3 separate regions of the Pan troglodytes genome follow, and regions 2 and 3 are each linked to region 1. A link is a contact called in public HiChIP or PLAC-seq data. All regions are on one chromosome and are shown on one strand. Each heading gives the region's core, a stretch centred on a gene start, on an enhancer-like site or on the middle of the called end of the contact. The rest is flanking DNA. Distances are from core to core; before and after follow the strand shown.

What was found. HiChIP or PLAC-seq counts read pairs in DNA pulled down with a chosen protein or histone mark.
Region 2: an H3K4me3 HiChIP or PLAC-seq map of stem cell-derived excitatory neurons shows a contact between it and region 1, with 12 times the contacts expected there. The contact joins the promoter of DMC1 here to the promoter of PICK1 in region 1. A contact is called at or near these places in 1 of 7 Hi-C or Micro-C datasets (stem cell-derived neural progenitor cells) and 1 of 1 datasets of contacts at active chromatin or transcription factors (stem cell-derived excitatory neurons).
Region 3: a contact with region 1 is called in an H3K4me3 HiChIP or PLAC-seq map of stem cell-derived excitatory neurons, with 5 times the contacts expected there. The contact joins the promoter of KCNJ4 here to the promoter of PICK1 in region 1. A contact is called at or near these places in 1 of 7 Hi-C or Micro-C datasets (stem cell-derived neural progenitor cells) and 1 of 1 datasets of contacts at active chromatin or transcription factors (stem cell-derived excitatory neurons).

Annotation. Positions count from the first base shown.
Region 1 is chr23:40,065,213-40,068,935 of NHGRI_mPanTro3-v2.0_pri, reverse strand. It overlaps PICK1 (protein interacting with PRKCA 1), which reads right to left and starts at 1,963. Exons shown (of 13, transcript NM_001280533.1): 1 at 1,931-1,963; 2 at 1,515-1,612; 3 at 17-128. The coding sequence starts at 1,555.
Region 2 is chr23:40,574,557-40,578,279 of NHGRI_mPanTro3-v2.0_pri, reverse strand. DMC1 (DNA meiotic recombinase 1) reads left to right here and starts at 2,120. Exons shown (of 14, transcript XM_009438404.5): 1 at 2,120-2,216.
Region 3 is chr23:40,459,065-40,462,787 of NHGRI_mPanTro3-v2.0_pri, reverse strand. KCNJ4 (potassium inwardly rectifying channel subfamily J member 4) reads left to right here and starts at 1,941. Exons shown (of 2, transcript XM_016939173.2): 1 at 1,941-2,161.

The DNA.
Region 1 (3,723 bases), core at 714-3,213:
CCAAAGCGCCCAATACCTGGACGATATAGAGGCAGGGACAGTACTGGGCCCCTCCTCCAATGCTGATCCCGATCAGGTTCTGAGCATCCTTCTGCAGGGTCACCTTCCCAGGCACAGTCGGGATTCCGCTAGAAAGAAAAGCAAGCTAGGCTGACTCTCCTGGCGGAAGGATGACTGGAGGGGGTGGGCCCTCTAAAACTCCTGAGGGGCTCCACTGGCTGCCCAGCTTTTTCTCTCCCTCCCTTGGACAAAACAACAACATTTTGTGCTGGAACATGCACAGCTCTTGGAGTTAAGCAGATGTGGGATCAAACCCCAGCTCTGCCATTTATCAGCTGTGGAACTTGTCTTTTTTTTGAGATGGAGTCTTACTCTTGTTGCCCAGGCTGGAGTGCAATGGCGCAATCTCGGCTCACTGCAACCTCCGCCTCCCGGGTTCAAGTGATTCTCCTGCCTCAGTCGCCTAAGTAGCTGGGACTACAGGTGCCTGCCACCACACCTGGCTGATTTTTTTGTATTTTTAGTAGAGACAGGGTTTCACCATGTTGGCCAGGCTGGTCTTGAACTCCTGACCTCAGTTGATCCGCCTGCCTCAGCCTCCCAAAGTGCTGGGATTACAGGCGTGAGCCACCGTGCCTGGCCAGCTATGGGACTTGGGTAAGTCACCCTCTGTGCATCTCAATTTCCTCATCCATAAAATGTGGATGAGCACCCTTATCAGAGTTCTTCTAACCATGCATGGAGGGCACTAACAGCAACCCAGTCCACAGCAGGCACTCCATAAAAATAGGTCCCCCTTCCCTTTCATTTATTCGATCTCTGAGATTTGAGCCAGGTTCTGTCCTTGTCACCTTATCAGGCATCTATGGAGTATGATGGCCACCTACTCCAGGGAGTCTCCCTCTATTAAACTGTCCACCTCCCACCTCTCAACTGCTCAATTACCTCTCGGTTTCCACTATAAATTAGCATTGACTGGTGTTTTATGATAAGTACTCACGCTGATTCACTTATTCATTCAAAAAACATTCGCTAACAACCTACTGACGTCAAGTCCCTTACTAAGTGCTGAGCATAGAGAAAGGCATTGCACCCACTCCTTGATCTGAAAGAGGATATATTCTAATGGGAAAATCTGTCCTACTAACAACCTATGTTGGGAAGGAAGGGTGTCTACAATATTCCTATTCAACCTTCAAAACCTGGTTCAATTGCTACGTCCTCCATGAAGCTTTCCTTGACCACCCCAGCAGAAGCACTGCTCCATCTGCTTTGCTCTTCTTGTCACCAAGTCATGCTAATAGTGCCCTTATGGCACTGAGCTGTGATTATCCCTTTAACTGCCCACAGCCCCCTACAAATAGTGAGCTCCTGGGAGAGCAGGGTCCATTGCTGCTTCAGTACAACAACTGATCCACCGCTGAGAAGCAAGGGTTTGTGGGACTGGGAAGTCCAGGGAAATGAGGAACTTGGGGCTCCTATACTGCTGGAACTTGGGGGAATAAAATACTCACAGTTTATCCTCTTCGATGTCATAATCCAAGTCTGCAAACATGGTTCCGAGAGTTGGAGTGGGCTGGCTAACTGCCCAGCTCGGTAGGGGAATGGGGAACTGGATCCGGGAGAGAAAGGAGCATAGGATTTAGAGAACCCAAGTGCCTAAATGCCAACGCCACCCCTCCCTCCACCACCCTCATACGGGACAGCAGTGCCCTCCTCTTCCCCTCTGGAGTGGGATGGGACAGTCTCCGGGTGGGGGGCTGGGTAGGTGATTCTTACTAGGTACAAAGGGGGACTCCAGGCCAGGGCGATGGGCTCAGATCCCAGAGTCCGCCCCACGCGTCTCCAGGCCCTGGGGAGCTGCCTCTGTCGCTCACCGGAAGCGTTGGTCCCACAGCCGGGTCCCGGCCAGGCTGGTACCTGAACCCACCTGCCGTTCCACCTGGCGGTGGCCGCGATTGTTACGTCACTTCCGGCAAGACGCGGAAGTCCCGCCTTTCCCCCCCCACTGGATATTTGCTCCAATCCCTGAAGACAATCCTTCCCTTCCCGGCTCCCGGGACGCTCGGAGCCAAGAACGAGAACAAGTATTGGCGGAAGCTCGCCGTTAGTAGGAACAAGCGAAAACAGAGGAACGGTCTGGACAGGCTGACAGCGTCTAACACCGCCCTTTGCCCTGCCGCCGCCGCCATCTTGGGAAGGGCAGGATTTGTCCCAGCTTCCTCAGCTGCACTCAGGGGCCCCGCGCCGGCCCTGAGGTTGCCATGGCAACGAAAGCATCCCTGAGCCGGGGTTACCTCCGGCGAGGCTCAGTGGACTATAAACCCCAAGACATCATGCCCTTTCACCCCTTCACCACCTGTACCTGTGACTCCCCTACTAGAATGGCCCTTTGAGGTCCCAGCCCATCCCAGTTTCGCCAACTTAAGTGCCAAAGAGCGGGGAGTGATTTTGCGCGGGGCCACACACAGTTGGTGTAAGATCTGGATCGTGGCCCTGAAACTCCCGCCGCCTAGTCTAGGGATCTTTGAACGTCCAAACACTAAACAGAGAGCCAGGAAAGGTGTATTCAGTGGGTCTTGCTATTAAGGACAGACTGGACATGCTCCCTTCCCTTTATATGCCTCAGTTTCCCCATATGTAAACCAAGGCCATTGAGGTAAATGCTTTCTATGGTATATGGTGAAAGGTTTCTCACACCTCCTCCTCCTTCCTTAGTCCTGAGGAGCAGCCCCCCTGGGGTCCCAGGGAGGGTCACGGTCCGCATGTACCTGAGGCTCGGGAAATGCTATCAGTGCTCCCCAGAGTCCGAATCTTGTCTCCTCGCCAGCCTCTGCTGCCACTGCTATTGTGTAAAGTGGGTTCCCTGGGGGAGGTTGGCTCTCCCAGAGCCACAGCCAGGCATCCACCTCATCCGGCAGCATGGGGCCAGGCCCATCCAGCTTGCTTCCCCAGCTGCCCCAGGAGCCATGGAAGAAAGATACAGAAGGATGATTATCCACATATCCCACGGCCGGTGGAAGCCCCACCCTACTCTCTCCTTAGGTGGCTAATTGAGTCCGGACAGATGTGCAGAATGCCGTGACAACAGCCTTCCCACGTGTCCACTGCTCTCCTGTCAGATCACTTTCACAGGATTTGAAAGCTCACCACCACCCTGTGAGAGAAGACCAAGTCTTGCCAGCCACATTGTGCAGGCAAGGAAACGGAGGCCCTGGGAAGCCTCTTCCTCTGGCATCATAGCGGCAGGGCTAGGGCTGGGAAGACCAAGCTCTGTTTCCAGGCCAGAATTTTGATTTCAAAAAGCAGCAGTCTAAGGCCAGGTGCAGTGGCGCACACCTGTAATTCCAGCTATTTGGGAGCCTGAGGCAGGAGAATCGCTTGAAAATGGGAGAGGGAGGTTGTAGTGAGCCGAGATCAGGCCATTGCACTCCAGCCTGGGCGACAGAGAGAGACTCCGTTTCAAAAAACAAACAAACAAACAAAAAAAGGCAGCAGTCTCCAAACCCAGGTGCCTTAACATGGATTGTGTCTCTTCCAGCCCATGACCATGCTAGCTCAGGCCCAGGCTCTGCCATTTTGTAGCTGGGAGATCTTGGGTGAGTCACTGTCTCACTCTGAGCCTCAAGTATGTGTAGAATGGGGAAATGACACCTGCCACCAGGTATTTGTGAAAGTCAAGATTAAAAGGAGAGGCTGGGCGCGGTGGCTCACGCCTGTAAT
Region 2 (3,723 bases), core at 871-3,370, 510 kb before region 1:
GCAGTAAAGTGTAATAGTTTAAAATTCAGGTCTTAACTATAATCCCACTGCCTATTTTTTTATTTCTAAAAATATCATAAAAAGGCACAAAATTTTTTAATTGTGTAGAGAAATTGTGGACTTCCTGAAGGATTTGAAAAATTAGGCAAGCTATATTATCCAGTTAATAATTGACACAAAAGCTCTGGTTTGCCATGTTCTATATTGTGGATAGGAAAGTACCATTTTGCCATGCAGGATATATTTTTTTAAATATAAGCATACTTAACAATCTTCCATGGCTTCTGAGTTTTGTAGCATACTTAAAAAGATGTTCCTTATTACAAAGTAATTTTAAATGTCCCATATTTTCTTCTAGTACTTTATTTTATTGTTCAGATTTAATTTTTTGATCTGTCTGGAATTTATTTTGGTATAATGTGTAAAGTGTGGTTCCAATTTTATTTTTCTTCCAGATGGTTACCTAGTTGTTCTAACACTATTCACTGAATTCATCATTTCTCCACTGATGTGAAATGCCACCTTCATGATATTCAGAGTTTTTGTATGATATGAAAGACAATTTTTTTGGTTCCGATTTTAGTGGAAAGTCTTCATGTGCACTTTTTAACTGTCCCAGAGTTTGTTATTGTTTTAAATATTTTAAAAGTTGTCTCTAACCATCGATATGATACCCAAATAAGATTTTTCTCCTCCCTTCATGAATCTGTCATTACCCAGCTCATTTTAGTTTTTTTAAGTGTACTGCACACAACCTTCAAATATTATGAACATTTCTCTCTCCCAGCTGTCACTACACCAAACTACATATGTTATATTTCCCTAAATCATCTTGCTGTGCTCTTTGCAGCTCTTCTGTAGACTGTTGATGTCTTCACCTAACGAGTTGCTCAAAAGTTCCCATAATTATTTAGGTGAGGCCTCAGAGCGAAAGCCTTTCACCACTATCCAGTTCCTCCCCCAAATGGGCATTCATCTCCATATAACAAGGACGACTGTGTTTGGGGGAAAATAACAGATTTGGAAGCACAATGGCAGTTATTTGTTGGCTCTTAAAACAATCCACCTGTTGGGGGGGTGCGTCCTACACAAAATGCCAACTGCTATTGTGGGAATGTTTTGCTATTTATTCCACCAAAATGATTCAGACAGAAGAAACAAAAAGGATCGCCCTGTACTAGGTCTTGAACCCAAAGAACTGTTTGCACAGAGATTCATCCAAGATACATCACAGCCTCCACCTCGGCAGCTGCTCTCTCAAATGTTTCCTGACTCTCCCCAAGTCAGTCTCCGCGTGAGGGGAGGAGGAGGATGCTGCCAGCGATGGCGCTGCTGGCACGAAGGCTGGCCTGCGACTTCTATTTAAAAGCTGAACCAAAATATACTTGGCGTCTGTGGTCTATTTAAAACTTCAAGTTAAGACAGAGAAAAAATTACTCTCCATCCTGAATGGGCCTCGGGTGTCTCAATCACAGACAAGAGTGGCAAATGGTGAGAGTCAGAAAGTGGGAAATTAGGAACGCTGAGGGAGCACGGCCAAACTCTGAAGCCAGCATGAAAACCTGGAGGTGAAAAGTGAAGCCATGGGCAGCGGGGGCGGGGGGAAACGGGCCCGGATTCGACCTTCTAACCCAAGGCTCCATCTGCGACCCTCGCGACCAAGACCTATCGCCAAAGTCAGTCACCTCTGCTCATCGCCCCTCCCCCGACTGAAGGCTACCTCCTCAGAACCTCGCCTCAGGGTCTTCTCCCGGACTTTAGCGAGGTGCTCAGCTCGAGGGACGCCCCAGCTCAACGGTCTCCCTTCAAGGCCCCGCTCCTCAGCGCGCTCCCTCCACAGCGCCCCTCCCTCCCTCCCTCCCGCCGTCATCCCAGCTCGCCACCCGCTGGAGGCTCCTCTTCGTTTTCCGTCCCTCAGCCCTCGCCCCGCCCCCTCGCCCTGAGCCCCCTCCAGGCCACGCCCTCTGGTCCCCCCACCTGTGAGCCCGCTCGTTCCCCGCCCTTCGGTCTTCGCCCCGCCCCCATTGCTCCCCGCCCCTCGTCGCCCACTGTAGGCCTGCTCCCTCCCCGCCCTTCCACCCTCACCCTGCGCCCCGCCCCGGCCCCTTGGTCCTCGCCCCGCCCTCCTCGTTTGGCGCCAAACCCTGTGGTCAACGGCGCGCGGGTCTCCAGGCTCCGTGTTCTAGGCCGGAGTTAGAATCCTGTCAGCTGAGGAGGTCGGGCGGGGCAGAGGGGCTTCACCTTGAAAATCTCGGGGAGACTGTGGGTACGAGGGGGGTAAGTGGCAAAAACGGACAGCGTGCGAAGACTCTGAGGGGACGCTCGTTTTGAGAAGGCGCGCTTCCCTTTCTCGCTCCTTTTTTGGGGTCCCTGGGCTAGTGACTTTGAGCGTTCCGCTCCGACCCTTGGGGAGGAATTTTAGTGATCTTGAGGGATTTCCAACCTCATTTTCAATCGAATCGGACCTGAGTCTAGGAGAGCCCGCCTCATCCTCCTGACCAGGGAATCCGGTGTCAGGAAAATGTCCGGCGGCCGCAGGGGGTCTGCCCAGGCCTCCTGCTGAGGGAGGCGTCGAGGGCGACCCGACCGCGCTGCTGCCCCCACCAGAGGGGACAGCTGGGTCGTCTTAAACCGGGGGATTGGGGAGCCCTACTTTCAATCCAACGGTTCAGTCTATCAACGGCTCCTTGAGAGATGGGGGACAATCTTTTCATTTCATCACGGGGAGAAGAAATGAATGCTGTTTTTCTCTTCGATGGGGACAGTAAATGTGGAATTGGGGTACTCATAGCTAGCCATCTGAAGGACAGTGTCCCCGAAGATCCCATCCGAACGGTCTCGGTTGCCTTCCATCCTTTGCCGTTTGAGGTGCTGGGTGGTAGGACCCTGCTCCTGCCTTAGTATTAATAGTTCGTTCCCTTTGTTCTAGGGTCCAACCCCTGACTTTGGTATCAAATGAGGAAATGGAATCGGCCAAGAAAAATGATTATTTGGACCGCATTTTATTGTAATAAATAAACACAATCACGCCTTGTGGATTCCTGAGATTTCTTTTGAGTCTACAATGTTAAAAACTTTAACTGCTTATCAGCCTTAATAGAATATTATGATCCACCAATTTTTTTTTTTTTTTTTCAGACGGAGTCTCGCACTGTCGCCCAGGCTGGAGTGCAGTGGCGCGATCTCGGCTCACTGCAACCTCCGCCTCCCAGGTTCAAGCGATTCTCCTGCCTCAGCCTCCCAAGTAGGTGGGATTACAGGCGCCCACCACCACGCCCGGCTAATTTTTTTGTATTTTTAGTAGAGACGGGGATTGGCCAGGCTGGTCTCGAACTCCTGACCTCGTGATCTGCCTGTCTCGGCCTCCCAAAGTGCTGGGATTACAGGCATGAGCCGCCGCACCCGGCCCACCATATTTTTAAATCTTAAAAAAATCATGAAACTAGTAAATACTGTGAAAGAAAGTATAGCTAATGTTCTATGAAACAAAAAGGTGGATGTTACAGGAGTACCCATTCATAATCAGCAGGCAGGAAGGCATTCATCATAGATGAGAAAAATAGAATCCATTTATTGAGGACAAAGTTGGAGGTGTCAGGGAGGACACAAGGAAGAATGATATAATGTCAAGGTTCCTAGAGTATTGTTGTTAAACATAAACAAGAAAGGTTAAAAGCAATATGCAATTCTAAATAACATTCAAGGCAGTAATAAAGTCGTGAT
Region 3 (3,723 bases), core at 692-3,191, 390 kb before region 1:
ACAGCAGGAATTCTCTGGGAAAAAAAGGTGGAAGGACATTTCAGTGAGGAGGAACAGTGCGTGTAGGCAGAGAGGTGTGGAGGCCTGTGGCGTGTTCTGGAATCTGTGGAATCAGGGTGTACCTGTGGATTTATGGGATGTGGGATGCCGGATAAGGTGGGGCCTGACTATACCACACTGAGGAGTTGGGACTGAATCCTTTTGAGTAGGGAGAGCCCACGAGGAAGGGAAACACTTGTGGTGGTTTGTGTGTTGCTGTTCTTATGCTGACACCCTCGAGGCTCAGGAGAGCCAGAGGGGATTTCAGATTTCATCAGTTCTCCACCTGGCTTTGGGGTGCCTCGGTCTCTCCCTCTTTGTAATGGGGCTAGTCGGTGATGGCCAGACTCCCAGGGAAGTTTTGCTGGCTGTCTAACTGCAGGTGTTCTCTCGTCCTACCACCCTGGAAGGAGGAGCACTTTCCCTCTTGTCTCCTCGGAGGGCTAGAGTGACGTGGCAGGATGTCAGGAAGTAGCTGGCTAGACAGGTGCTGTGGGTGCTGGGGGTTCCCTGACACCCCAGAGTGTGGGGCCCAGGCCTGACAGCTTGGGGTAATGGAGAACGACAGAGAACAAGAGACTAGGGTTTGGCCTGGCTTTGTCATCTCTGGGTGACCTTGGCCGAGTTTCTGACCCTCTCTGGTACCCAGTCTCGCCATCTGTAAAATGGGGCAGTGGTGACTGACTGATCGTGAGGGTCCCTCCAATAGGGCCCCCTCAGACTCCCAGAGTGAGGTGCTTCGGGTCCTTGACCGGCGGTACTTTGGGAGAGTACGAGGACCGCTAAGGAGAGGGGCCGGACTCCGTGGGACCCCAGAGGGACCAGCTCCCACCCACCCCCTTCCCGGCTCGAAGGAACCCTCTCCACCTGCCCCCTGGGGGGGGGGGGGGGGGGGCACAAAACCCGGGAGCGGATCCAGGAACGGGTTCTGGGAGGAGCGCTCCTGGGGCGAGGAGGAAAACCCGGGCAGGATCCAGGGCAGGAGCGGGGCCAGCAGCCCCCCGCCCCAGCCCCTGCTCCGCGCCGCGGGCCCCGCGGGAGGGGGCTTGAGGCCGGGTTAGGCCGAGGGGCGGGCAGGGCGGGGTCCCGCGGGCAGCCGGGGTTCCCGGGCTGGGGGGCGCGCGGCCTCCGCAGTGGGGCGCGGGTCACGTGTGAGGAGGGGCGAAAGTCTCGCAAAGCGGGGCGGCGTGCCGCGAGTTGGGAGTTCTCGGCGCGCCGCGGGCGGCGGGAGCTCGGGCTCCCGGGCGAGCCTGGGACGCGGCCGAGGCGGGGGCCGGGGTCCGAGACAGAGGGGGCCGCACGGAGAGTGGGAGGGGGAGAGACAGAGAAGGACAGAGGCCGCGAGGGAGACGGACAGAGACGCGCAGGGGAGAGAGGCAGCGCGGGCAGAGGGAGGCGGGGGGAGGCCGGCGGGGGGAGGCCGGCGGGCGACCGCGACGGAGACGGAGACCCCGCGGGCAGAGGGCGAGCGGGGCCGCAGGAGGCAGGGAGGCCGGGAGAGGGACCGGGACGCGAGCGCGGCGGAGACCCCGGCGGCAGGAGAGAGACGCGAGAGCGGTTGGGGAGGTGGCGACAGAGCCCGGCCGGCGGGGGCGGGGAGGGCGACCCCAGGCCGGGAGGCCGAGGGGTCGCGGGGCCAGGGCCGAGCGCAGCGGGGCCGGGAGCGGAGCGCAGGGCCGGGGGCAGAGCGCGCGAGCAGGAGCGGGTGACAGCGAGGGAGCCGGGCGCAGCGGGGGACGGCGGCGGGGAGGGCGCCTGCAGCGGGGGTGGGGGGCGCGGGCGGCGGGGCGCCCCGGGCCCCCGGACCCCCGCGCTGTGAGCCCGGCCGGGCCCGACGATGCTGACGCCGAGGCGGCGCCGAGGGCGCGGCGCGGGGCAGCGCTGAAAGTTGGGCGGCCCGCGGGGAGCGGCGCGGGACGGCCGGGACGCGCGGAGACCCCAAGACCCACGCGCAGACCGAGCGGCAGCCGGGGAGGGGAGCGCGGGCCGGCCCGCCGAGTTCGCGGGCAGGGGGCGCCGGGACTCCCCTCTCCGCGCCCGGGACGCCGCCCGCCGGATCGCGCCTTGGGATGTAGCGCCCGCTCGCCGCCTCCCGGACTCTCGTCGGACCCTCCGCCCAGCGGTAAGCCGCGCTCGCCCACCCCGGGCGCTGTCCGTCAGTTTGTCCCGCCGCGTGCGTGTCTGTGTGTCCCGGGCCCGCCGCTCCGGCCCCGCCCGCTGCGCACCTGATCCGGAGCCGGGTCCCGGCTGCCCGGCGCCGCGCGCGCGGTCCCGTGACTCCCCGGGAGCGGGCGGGCTCCACGGGCGGGCTCTGTCCCTCTGTCCGTCTGGGAGCGTCGCGGTCTGGGTTGTGGCCTGGAAAGGGGGAGAGAGGTGGGTGGAAGGGGTCTTGACCTCCTGCCCCAGCCATGACCTTTCCCTGCCTCCACCCACCCCAGTTGTCATGCCGGGAGCTTCACGGCAGGTGACTTGTGGCAAGGTGGGGGATGCCGCCTTTCCGCCTCCCCAGCTGCATCCTCGTTGCAAATGGCCCTGTGATCTGAAGAACGAAATCCCACTTCCCATGTTTTGAGCACCTACTTTGCGCCACACAACCCCAGGGCGCAGGGGCAGGGATTGGTAGAGGAGGCACTGCACGTTCACAGTGATAGAAACAGGCTGGGGAGGGAGGCAGAGGCTGCTTTTTCCTCCGCGTGTAGGGAGCACCCCAAGGCAAGAGAGGTCTCAATGAGCCTCCCGCAGGGAGAACTTCCCCTGCAACCTGCCAAATGTCCCCCCACCAGTGTCAGCCTCCCTGTCCCCTACCCACATTTCTGCCCCCAGTGTCCCTGCTTCAGGATGGACAGGATGCAGGGAGTTGGGAGGTGGCAAGCTGGGTGGGGTGGAGCGGAGGGCTAGAGGCAGGGCAGCCTGGCCAGCTGACAGAGCAGGGCCTCAAGAGCAGTAGAATGTTCAGCAGCAGGTTTGGGGGAAGTGGGGAACTCAGGGAGGGAGGCCCAGAGAAGGGTTGGAGCCGTGTGTGTGTGTGTTCTCCCCCACATCCAGTCCCATGACCTCCATGGCTTCAGGCCTTTTGGGGGCAGTTAGCAGGACTTTAGGGGCCCAAGAGCCTCGCTGTGGCCCTGGCTTGGCCTGTGCTGAGGGGAGCAAAAGGTGGACCAGGGCAGCTGGGGTAAGAGATGGGTGCAGCATGGTGGGAACAGAGACTGTTGGCCACTGAGCTGACCCATATCCCGACTGGAGTTGGAAGGGCTGAGCCTAGAACATTCCACTCCATTCTCATTGGGAGGAGGGACTCTTTCTGGGGTGTTCCACACTGGGCAGTGGGTCTCATATGTCCTCCATTCAGCCTCCCAGAAATTAGCTCAGCTGGCTGGGAGAGCAGCCCCCTGGGCTGGTCACTCTCCTCCCAACCGTCAGCTTCCACGTCTGTGGCATGGGGACGTCACTCCCTGCCCCAGTGACCTCCAAGGCGGGTCCTGGGCTCAATGAGCAGAGGGCTGTTCACAGGCTGGGGAAAGCGCTGGGGAGATGGGAGTAAAGACTCACTTTACCTTAAGAGAGATGAACAGCTAGTGGGTGGAGGTGGGCGTGGGGCAGTGGGAATATGGCGGAAATAGCTGACCAAGGAGGAGTGTCCAGGATTAGAGGGGGAATCTGGGGTACTATTCCTCAGTGGCCCTT